Linked DNA regions of Macaca mulatta: region 2 is linked to region 1. The links are chromatin contacts, called in public Hi-C maps. All regions are on one chromosome and are shown on one strand. Each heading gives the region's core, a stretch centred on a gene start, on an enhancer-like site or on the middle of the called end of the contact. The rest is flanking DNA. Distances are from core to core; before and after follow the strand shown. Region 1 holds the start of ALG10 (dol-P-Glc:Glc(2)Man(9)GlcNAc(2)-PP-Dol alpha-1,2-glucosyltransferase). Region 2 holds the start of LOC114670824.

Region 1 (5,219 bases), core at 1,406-3,905:
ATGACCTTTTTCTCTAGTCTTACATCCCTCTACTTTCTAATCCTGTAATTCCAAGACCAATTCCCTGCACCTCATTGTTCAATGCCTTTCTTCCTTTGCTTATGCTGTTTGTCTCCTCAGGATTAATTCCCCACCCTACAGCCCTATCCGTTCATCAAGACTCAGCTCTGGTACCATCTTCTTTGTGTGGACTTACTGAATGCCACCTAGTCCCCTCCCTCCCAGAAAAGCAATAAGTGTTCCCCTGCTCCTTTTCTGTATCCTCATAGCATCTTATTTGTACCACTCTATCATAATTGGCACTACTAACATCATCTCTTATGGTTAAAAATAATCATTAGAGTTAATAATTACTGAGCCCTTACTATGTATCTGGCACTATTTGAAGCATCTTCCATTTATTAAGTTTCTTTGTTCCTTTATAACAGTTCTATAAGTTATTATTCTATTATTATTCTTATTTAATAGATGAAGATATGGAGCCACTAAGCGTTAACCTGCCCATGGTGGTAACAAAACTGCCAAGTGGCAGGGAGAGAATTCTAACCCAGGCAATCTACCTCCAGGGCCTGCACTGTTATCACATCAAAAGTCCTCAGGTAAAGTGTGTTTTCCCTAATGAATATATACATTTTACAAGAAAAAGACTGCCTCATTTATCTCTGTTGTCCCAGTGCCTAGCACATGGAATAAGCTTAGTAAGTACTTATTGAACTGGTTTGACTCACTTAACAAATATTTACTTTAGATTTTACAAATAAGCTATTCAAGTGTTTAAATGCAAATTTATTCTAAAATGGAGACGGAGGATTTATGTTTACCTTTACATAATATACAAAAATACAAAGTTACAAAGTGTTAAAGACATTTTTCACCAAATCTCATTAAACTAATTCATTGTAATTGTGGACCTGACTACACATAAACTTGTAATTAAGTATTTTGAAACATACCTTGTTTCTGGGTTGTACCTTGCGGAAAAGCAAATATAGTAAATAGAAGTTGCCAACACTGAAGAGAAGATTAACAAATCTGAGCATCCCAATGGAGCAGACAACATGTTCGGACCATCCAAAGATCCAAATGGCAGGTTTGACCACTCCAACTGACACCAGGTACAAGCCAGGTAATGTAGTAATCATGGGATCCCACTTTAAAATGAAAGGAAATGAAGTAAAAGCAAGAGGTAATATGAACAAGACAGACACAAACATGTCAAGCCCACGTCTCATCTCTAGCAACAATCAGAAATTTTGAGAAGTTATTCTGACAAGATTAAGTAAGTCCTTGGCAAAACAGGATTCGTTTTTCTTATATTTTGCCCCCGGACCAGCTTAGTGATTGTTCAGATAGCAGCAACCAACAGAAAACAACAACTTAAAATCTATTTCTATTTTCCAAGAAATGTTCTTTAAAAAGTCTTTATTTTGGTAAATAAGCTGCAAATGCTCCAGTTTTTAAAAGCATGGAAACACTGGTTGGGACTCTAAGTTTAGGAAAACATTTGGTCCACAGGCTCCATGATGACAGCTAACATAAACGGAGACAGAAATTGTGCCAAACCCTCTGTATTAACGTTACAATATGCCTTATAGTAAAGATTACTGTCATTTTGCAGATAGGTAACCTGAATTTCTGAAACTCAGAACATCTCCAAGATCACAAAAGTAGTAAATCACAGCACCATGATTTAAGATCAGATCTTTCTCTGAAACAGACTTTATATTTCTAGCCAGTACCCTATATTGTGTCACCAGAAAAGCAGGCGATGTTTATTTTGATATTTATATGTACATACTTGCACAGTCAAATATATATTCAAAAATGATGTGACTGGACTGGTTGCCAGTTTATCCAGTTAACAGATAGTTCACTAAAAATACTCAGGGAAGGAATTTCTGATTATAAATGGTCACTTTTTGGTAGCTGAAGATCCCTCCAGTCCATACTATCCCACCCCTAAAATGCATAGTGAGGTGCTTGACAGGTGAGCTAAAGGTAAGTTTTCTGGTATTTCCAAGGAGCACCGCAATACCTTTACTCCCGAGACAAGGAAAGACAAAGTGGGATAGACATCGTCAGCTGCCAACAGGAGCGCTCAGTTCCCCATTAAGTATTCTCCCAGATCATTCCTTCCTGGGAGACAGATCTACTGTTTATTCATTCATTTAATAAATATTTCACAGATCTCAGAGACAGGAACAAAATTCTATACCCAGTTTCTTTCATGTTCTGGGGCTAGTGGGGTGGAACGGGACGAGTTAAGTCTAAGGATGGGAGAAGGAACTGGGGACGCTGGGACCTCTCAGGCCTCTCCTGGGGTGGGGACAGGTTGGAGACCCCACCTGGGAAAGGGAGAAATGGCCCTCACAGTAGCGTTGCGCCTGAGGCAGGTGGAAGATCTCATCCATGTAGGGCTCTCGCAGCGCCCGGCTGAAGGCGGAGAAGAGGAGGCAAGACACTAAAAAGGTACAGCTCAAGGCAGCCGAGAAATAGTAACCCTCTAGCTGCGCCATTCCCGCTCCCACAGCCGCTGCCGAAGAACCCACTCCTGGAAACTTCTGAGCCCGGAAACCCGAGCTGGAAACTTGGGCTCGAAATGGGCGCGCTAGACGTGACTAGCCAGACGGGGCCACATACCGGAAGGCAAAGGATGCTGGGAAAGCGCGGATCCGGAAAGATCGGGTCGCTGTTTCCCGGAGTGACGGGTTTAGGTAACGGACCGGATGATTACCCTGTCAATCACATTGCCCGGGCGCACAGAGTGTTAAAACTTCCGGAAAGGGCGGGTCTCGGAATTTGCCTAAGCGGGGGGTGCGTGACTTGCTGCTTTGGAAAAAAAAAAAAAAAAAAAAAAAAGCCGATTCTCAGCTTGGATCTTTTTTCCTGCTCATTTCCATCACTTACCAGAAGGTGGCGACGTTTCCCCACGTCTCCAATTCCAAGCCCTAAAATTTACACATTTTTCCCCCGTTACTTCTGTTCTTTTTATTAAACCCTCAATTCCACGACTTTTCATTCCATCAACTTTGGAGTGTAGGAAGGGGGCGTTGGTTGTGATAGCAAAGACTGAGACTTTCAGATGAAAACTTGAAGAACCAGAGACCCGTCAATGCCGAATGAACTTAAGTGAGAGGAGTGTTTGTTCGTTTGTTTGTTTAGGTTAAAAGAGAACTCTTTCAAAATGTGGATGCCCTCACAGGATTTAGTTAAACTGACATTCCTAAGGCACTCTCATAGCCATATCTCAGTACCCTGTGGGATTTGGGAAAAAAAAAAAAAAAAAAAATATATATATATATATATATATATATATATATATTTAGAATTTGGGATGTTTTAGAATTCTCTGTGCCTGTAATATCTGTAAGGCAGTGTTCTGTTTTTCCTACTAAATCATAAGCGTGAACATCTTAGTGGGATTATATATCCTTTACGTTTGTAGTCCCCCAATGGCTTTCACACAGTAGGCACTTCAATTTGTGGACTTTTATAGGCTATATAGACATCATCAAATTCCTGTATTCTGGGATTAAGTGTTGGGAACAGGAGATGAGGTAAATAATTTGAAGAATGCCAAAGTTAAATTATGTGTTGTAATTTTGTCTTGAGCATGGTTGGCCATGTTTTGCAGAAAAACTGTCTCTCAGGTAACCTCAGTCACGTTGCCTTTGGCAGGAATATATCAGAATTGAGTCAGGATTTAAGGTTGCTAACCTCAGAGTTCTCAATTGAGCTCTTTTTCTGGGTCAAAACTAATTCAGTCTTTCTGAACTTAAGAAAGTTTCTTAAATTAAGCTGACTGCCTTTCCATTCTGTCTCTGCCTGTTTCCTCAATGATAAGAGGAGGTAGTGGTGAATGAGGGCTAGGATGGGAACATTTACATTACTGGAATAAAATCATGTCAGGATCCTACTCTGATGTGATGCTTAGCTTTGTTTTAACCATTATCTCCCATTTTATTATTGAGTCCATGCTGTACTTACTGTTGAAGTCACTTGTAACACATCTCCAGATGATTCGGTCTTCAAGAGGTTGATGTGATCTACAAGTAATTAGCCCCTGACCTGTTGACCTGCTAAATCGTGTTATATATATACTCTGCAGCTTACTGACCCACCCTAGAAAAGTGGGTAGTTTTTAAAGGGAGTATAACAAGACTAGACATTTATGCTATCCATTTTTCTTCATAACAATTGCCACCAATAGTTTATGTTAAACATTTGACTCCTATACATGCTGCACACATCCCTTTATATAAAACGGAAAGTTTCAAGGAAATATGGGGTTTTAGAATTGCTAGGAATCTTTGTTAATAATCTACTTGAATTCATTTTGTAAAAGAAGCTGTTTTTTTAAAAAATGAAGGATTTACTTAAAATTACATAAAAAATTAGTGTCAGAATCAAGTGTAGGAATTAGAACATCAGACCAAGAGTAATACAATAACTTCATAGCCTTATAGTTTAAAATAATCTACAATGCATACTGTACTGAATGTTTCACTGGTCGCAATAACTTTACATTTACGTTCCACTCTCCTCTGTTTCCATACACCAAGTTGAAATATGAGTTTCATCTTTTAAAAAAAAGTTGATCTTACAGACTAATTACATGAAAATTTGCTGGGGGATCATTGTGAAAAACTAGATTCTAGAGTGCCATCTCAAATCACTGAATAATAATCTTCATATTTGGAAACCATTGATGTAAAACATATTACCTAAGAATGCTAAGAAGCTCCATGGGCCCAGTAGAGTTCTTCGTAGCGTACTTCACTCATTTGTTAGTGAATTACTTTTACTATCTGCAAATCAATGAAGTTGTTGGCGCTTTTCTACTCTTAGATTATCACATCTTTGATAATTTTGAAATGCTTTCCAAAGCTCTGCTCCTAAATCAAGACCTATTAAAATAGCTACCTCTGCGGTTTTAATGAAATAGATTACATTTTATTAGACTTATCATTTAAAACTAGCTCAGCATTAATTTCAACTTATATTTTCCATTCAGAATTCCAAATCCCATTTTCCGTAGATATTTATTTTGTGAAAAAGAGTCATTAGGATGAGCAATCCCATTATCATTGAACATCAACTATTTATTTGTGCTACTTGAATTATGATAAGTTATGGCAGAAAAATGGGCAATTTCTGTTGGGGTTCTAAGGATAGGTGGTTTTAGCAAGAAATAAATCTTTTTTGGTTTATAAGCCATT
Region 2 (4,902 bases), core at 431-2,930, 580 kb before region 1:
TAGGCTCCTGTAAAGTAAAAAATCTGGTGAGCTTAAACAAAAAATCTAGATTTCTATGCCAAATTAATTTTGAGCAGCATAATAGAAATGCCTGGAGTTTTAGGGCATTTCCAAATCGCAGTAAAGTACAGTTTAATTTGTAATAGGACAAGAGGAAGAAAAAAAAGAAAAAGAAAAAGCGGTGGGTGGGGAAATCAGGAAAGGAAACCAAATAGAAACAGGGGAAGTACACTCGGCAGGGGAAGCAGCGAGACTGCACCTACACACTCTCACCCGCCTCTACAGATTCTCTAGGCAGGGGCTACAAGTGGATTAAAATGTTACAACTCAAGGTAAGTCCTCCACCGCAAAAACTGCTCCTCCCAGACTTAGCCCAACCAGCTGGAAACTCCATGCTTGCAGCGCTGAATCTGGCGGGCGGACACCCGCCCCCTCTCCATCCTTCGCCTTCCAGCTGCGCCGCGTCCTGTTCTCCCTCGCCGCCTGGTGGCGGGCGCCCGGGACCCGCAGGCGCTCGGGTGAGGCAGGACTGAAGGCGCGGGGAATAAAGGTCTCTGCAACGGAGGGGCGCCGCATCTACCTCTGGATGCTTTTGCCGCGACTGCATCTTGGCACCAGTCTTACTGCCCTGGAATGCAGTTTCCTCAACGCAGCGCTCACTCTGACTCCTCTCTGCTTTAATCCGTCAGGTCTCAGGTCTTGCGGGTGGGAGTCGGGTGAAGGAGCTGCGTTATATGGTTGTGACACCCACCCCCTGTCCCCATTTTCAGGTCAGAATTTTCATGCCTTTGGAAACGAGGGACCCAGAAGAACCCTTATTGTAGGAGGATTGTCGCCGTTAGACCTCTAAGCTCCAAAAAACCAAGGGGAGACACAATCCAGATTGTTCCCTTAAATCCCAAGTAGTATTGTTCTTTCCTCCTTAGAGTCCGCCCCCCGCCCCCACCTGTCCCATATATTGATCGGCCACTTTGCCACCGCGTTGCAAGGTTTGGAGAGCGTCACAATGCCCCACCGTCCCCAACTCTTAAGTGGCCGACGGTGGGCAGTCCAGAAGCTAGGACCAGACTCATCTGCCTGAGGGCACAGTAGGAGGGACGGAGGGATCTCCCATGAGCTCCGAGGGCGAGGTGAGAACCAATTGTGGGGGGGGGGGCTTATAACGGGGCAGTTAGGAACCGGCAGAGGTACCCCCACCTCCAGCTTTCAACTCAGGCGAGGAAACTTCGAGACATTCCCGTCCACACCTGATTGACAGGAGGAAGCTGTCGCGGCCCAGGAGGCGAGTGTGGGTGTGCAGAGGTAGAGACGAAACCTAAAAGCTCGCAGAGCCGGCGAGGGCTTGCAGTCCTGGACGGTACGGGTCTGCGTCTGGTGCCCCCTACTCCATCAGGCTGCTTGCTGGGTCCACCAAGCCTGACCCCTCCAGCCAGAAGGGGATCACGGAGTGTGTCCGCCGCCTGGGCTCCTGCCTGCCGGAAGGGGGCTGGGAAGCCGGGAGCCCCGCGCGCCACTTCCCCGGCAGCGTCAGTTTCACCCAGTACTGGCTCGTGGTTCCCTCCTGGCTCTGCGCGGAAGTCCGCCTCCGCCCTTCCCTCCCCCATCCTGCGCGCTGCCTCCGCCTCCTTCTTCTGCCTCCACCCTCAACCCCCATCCCAGCCTGACGGGAGCTAGCCCTCAGTCCTCCCGAGCTCTGGTTGTGAGCGCCGGACAAGTGCAAGGCGCCTCCTCCCAATATGGACAGCCGCTACACCAGCACTGCGGGCATCGGGGACTTGAACCAGCTGAGCGCTGCCATCCCGGCCACGCGAGTGGAGGTGTCCGTGTCCTGCAGGTGAGGACGCAGCCCTTCGCCTCCCTCCTGCTCTCCTATCTGCGGGGTTGGTAGCACTTGGAGAGCGCTCGGGGTACCACGAGGCTTTGCGCGGGCGAGAAGTTGCCCCATGAGTGGGAAATATCTCAGCAGTGGGGCTGGAGTTATCCTGGGTCAGGTGACACAGGGGAGTGGGAATTAGAAGCGAGTGGTGGGCTCCGGGACTGGGACTTTTTATTTTCTTTCTGGGAAACGCTGTAAAAGTTGGCTGGGCTGTGACTCAGCTGCGAGAACACCGGCCGCCGCCCAATTTACAAGCCTGTTTTCCGTCCCAAACCCGGGCTAGATGGTTGCCTGATGATCGGAATCGAAGGGGACAGCACTGCCCAAAGCGCTCGTGACCGCTGCACGCTTCGGCCCGGGACTCCCTCTGCTAGGCGTGTGCGAACCTTCTGTTGCTAGGGTTGGCTCCAACCTCGGCAGCTTTCTCCCCACCCACTTCCTGGAGCCATCCAGCTTGCTTCTCCCCCACCCTTCCGGGCTTTTTGCCCGGATAGGTAGAAATTTCGGATAGGTAGAAATTTCGGCCCTCCTTGCAGACGAATGTATGCCTTACCTAAGATCTGGGAAGTCACGACTTTGTTTTGTTTTGTTTTCGGGCCCAGACACATTTGAGTGCTTGTAATAACTGACTCTCGGCCGGGCGCGGTGGCTCACGCCTGTATTCCCAGCACCTTGAGAGGCCGAGGCGGGCGGATCACGAGGTCAGGAGTTCGAGACCAGCCTGGCCAATATGGTGAAACCCCCGTCTTAACTGAAAATACGAAAATTAGCTGGGCGTGGTGGCGGGCACTTGTAGTCCCAGCTACTTGGGAGGCTGAGACAGGAGACTCGCTTGAACCCGGGAGGTGGAGGTTGTAGTGAGCCGAGATCGCGCCACTGCACTCCAGCCTGGGCGACATTGCAAGACTCCATCTCAAAAATAAATAAATAAATGAAATAAAATAAAATAAAAAATTAAAAAAATTAAAAAAAGGAAAAAAAAAAAGCTGACTTTCAACCCTGTCCAGAGACTGTAACTTGCAAACTCGTTGTCCTGACGTTCTTCCGGTTAGTTGCCCTGTAAATAAAGCAACATCACTGCTATATTGTAGACGATTTTGAGAAGGAGATAAGCGACGGTGCTAAATTGGTATTGGCCACTAGTTTGCGAATTAATATTGACCCTAAAGCCCACTCCCTTGTTTGCATAATTGGGTCTGTCTCACTGGAAAACTGCCTCCTCATTTATCTATTTTTGCCGTAAGATTGTTTTTATGCCCTCAAATCCTCCCTTTCCTTTCCTTAGCAAACTTGCCTTGAAGAAATCTAATAAATTTGGGTAATCTTGATGTAAATAAGTTTAAAATTCCATCAATCTTGACATTGCATTTTCACAAACTGACCCTAAAGCCAAAGAAATTCTTTTCTGGGGGTGGAAATTCGAGCACCAGCAACCCTAGTAGAAGTATTATTTGAGGGTAGAGGACAGCCTTTAGCCCTGAAACTATCACCTGATTGTTTGCTCTGCCGCCTCTTAAGACTGATCTGGGACTATGGAAATAATCATGCTGATAATGATAGCTAACATTAAGCTCTTGCCTTATTGCTGTCACTGTTTTAAGTGCTGCCTGAGATTTTTCTGTCAATGGAACAGGTGAAGCTGTATGGAAAACTCTTTAGAGAATTCACAGGACTTTTTCTTTTCTCTGAAGCTGGTTTTGGATGTTAGAGGGAAGTTATTGATATATACAGATAATGGATAGCCAAAAGTCCTGGAATAATAGCATTACTAAGAGTTCTTATCCTCTACTCAACAGTCTGCAAAGTCTAAATGGCATGTGGCCTATACTTGGAATGAACATAAAAGAATATTGTCAATCAAATCTGAATTTTTCCATGAGCTTTTTAAGGGAAATTTTATCTAAACTGGTCATTCTGCCAGTAGGGCCCACGTTTAATGGAGCCCCTTTTTTGATGCATGTTTTCTGTGAGTGTGCTGGGCAATTTGTTTCAGTTTGCTGCCTCGGCACCTGGAAATCCCTTGTTCCAGCTTTTTTTCATAACATTGCTTTGACATTTTATTTTTAATTTTTAAGATTTCTAATAGGAAAAAAAAAATTCCTGAAAGAGAATGCAAATACTTAGTGTCAAGCATCTCTGCCAGGGCCACTAGTGCTTAGTCTATTGTTTGAGTTGCTTCTGACTCAGCTTACTATTTACTATAAGTTTGAGATAAAAAGCATCTTTTGGGCAAACAGAAACATAATTAAATACCCAAGTTAGTGCCTTTGGAATAGGTTCAGGAATAGTTCCTGAAAAGGTGGATTAAATTTATTTTTAATACATTAAAATTCAAAAATAAAAATATTTGAGTATTGTTGGATCTTGTAACCATAGAAGGTGATTTAGTTTGGGCTTTGGCATCAGAGACCTAAGTAAAAATTCTAGCTTTGTGACTTGTTCTTGCTATCTTGGAGTAAGTTCTTATTCAGTCTGTCTAAGCATTCTTATCTCTAAAAATAAGAATAATTATGGTATTTTCCTTATATAGAGTGTTATCAAGGTGATGTGTGAAAGCACTTACACAATGCATGAAACAAAAACATGTTTTCAAAAATGTTAGCTATTATTATAATATTGGAAATAACATTTGTTGAATAAATGTGTTATATATGATTCAGGTATGGAATTCTGTAAAAGTCTTTCTCTTTTGAACTTCAATAAGTTGGTTAAATAACACAGGGATAGAACCAGCATTGGGATACCTGTTCCCTCTTTCTCTATCTTCTTTAATGTGCATCAAGAACATGTTTTGTAGAAAGTTTGTGGGGATTTCACTTAGCAACAAGGCACAGTTGAAGGCCTCTAAGCTTTACTATGGGCAGGCAGAGTAAGGAATTCCCTTGCCTTACTATACCAGAGGCTGAGGATTTGCCGACACTTCAAAAGCAGCTCAGATTTGAATAGGTTCTTTCTTTCTCATTCTTTCTTTCTCTCTCTTTCTTTTCTTTTCTTTCTTTCTCTCTCTCTCTTTCTTTTATCTTTTC

The links. A called contact is a pair of places that touch in the nucleus more often than the background predicts.
Region 2: a contact with region 1 is called in a Hi-C map of fetal cortex germinal zone, with 4 times the contacts expected there. The contact joins the promoter of LOC114670824 here to the promoter of ALG10 in region 1. A contact is called at or near these places in 2 of 14 Hi-C or Micro-C datasets (fetal cortex germinal zone and fetal cortical plate).

The regions. Positions count from the first base shown.
Region 1 is chr11:36,317,476-36,322,694 of T2T-MMU8v2.0, reverse strand. It overlaps ALG10 (dol-P-Glc:Glc(2)Man(9)GlcNAc(2)-PP-Dol alpha-1,2-glucosyltransferase), which reads right to left and starts at 2,655. Exons shown (of 3, transcript XM_001086837.5): 1 at 2,346-2,655; 2 at 954-1,151. The coding sequence starts at 2,516.
Region 2 is chr11:36,901,163-36,906,064 of T2T-MMU8v2.0, reverse strand. LOC114670824 reads right to left here and starts at 1,680. Exons shown (of 2, transcript XM_077953186.1): 1 at 1,248-1,680. The coding sequence starts at 1,604. It overlaps CPNE8 (copine 8), which reads left to right and starts at 201. Exons shown (of 20, transcript XM_077953184.1): 1 at 201-332.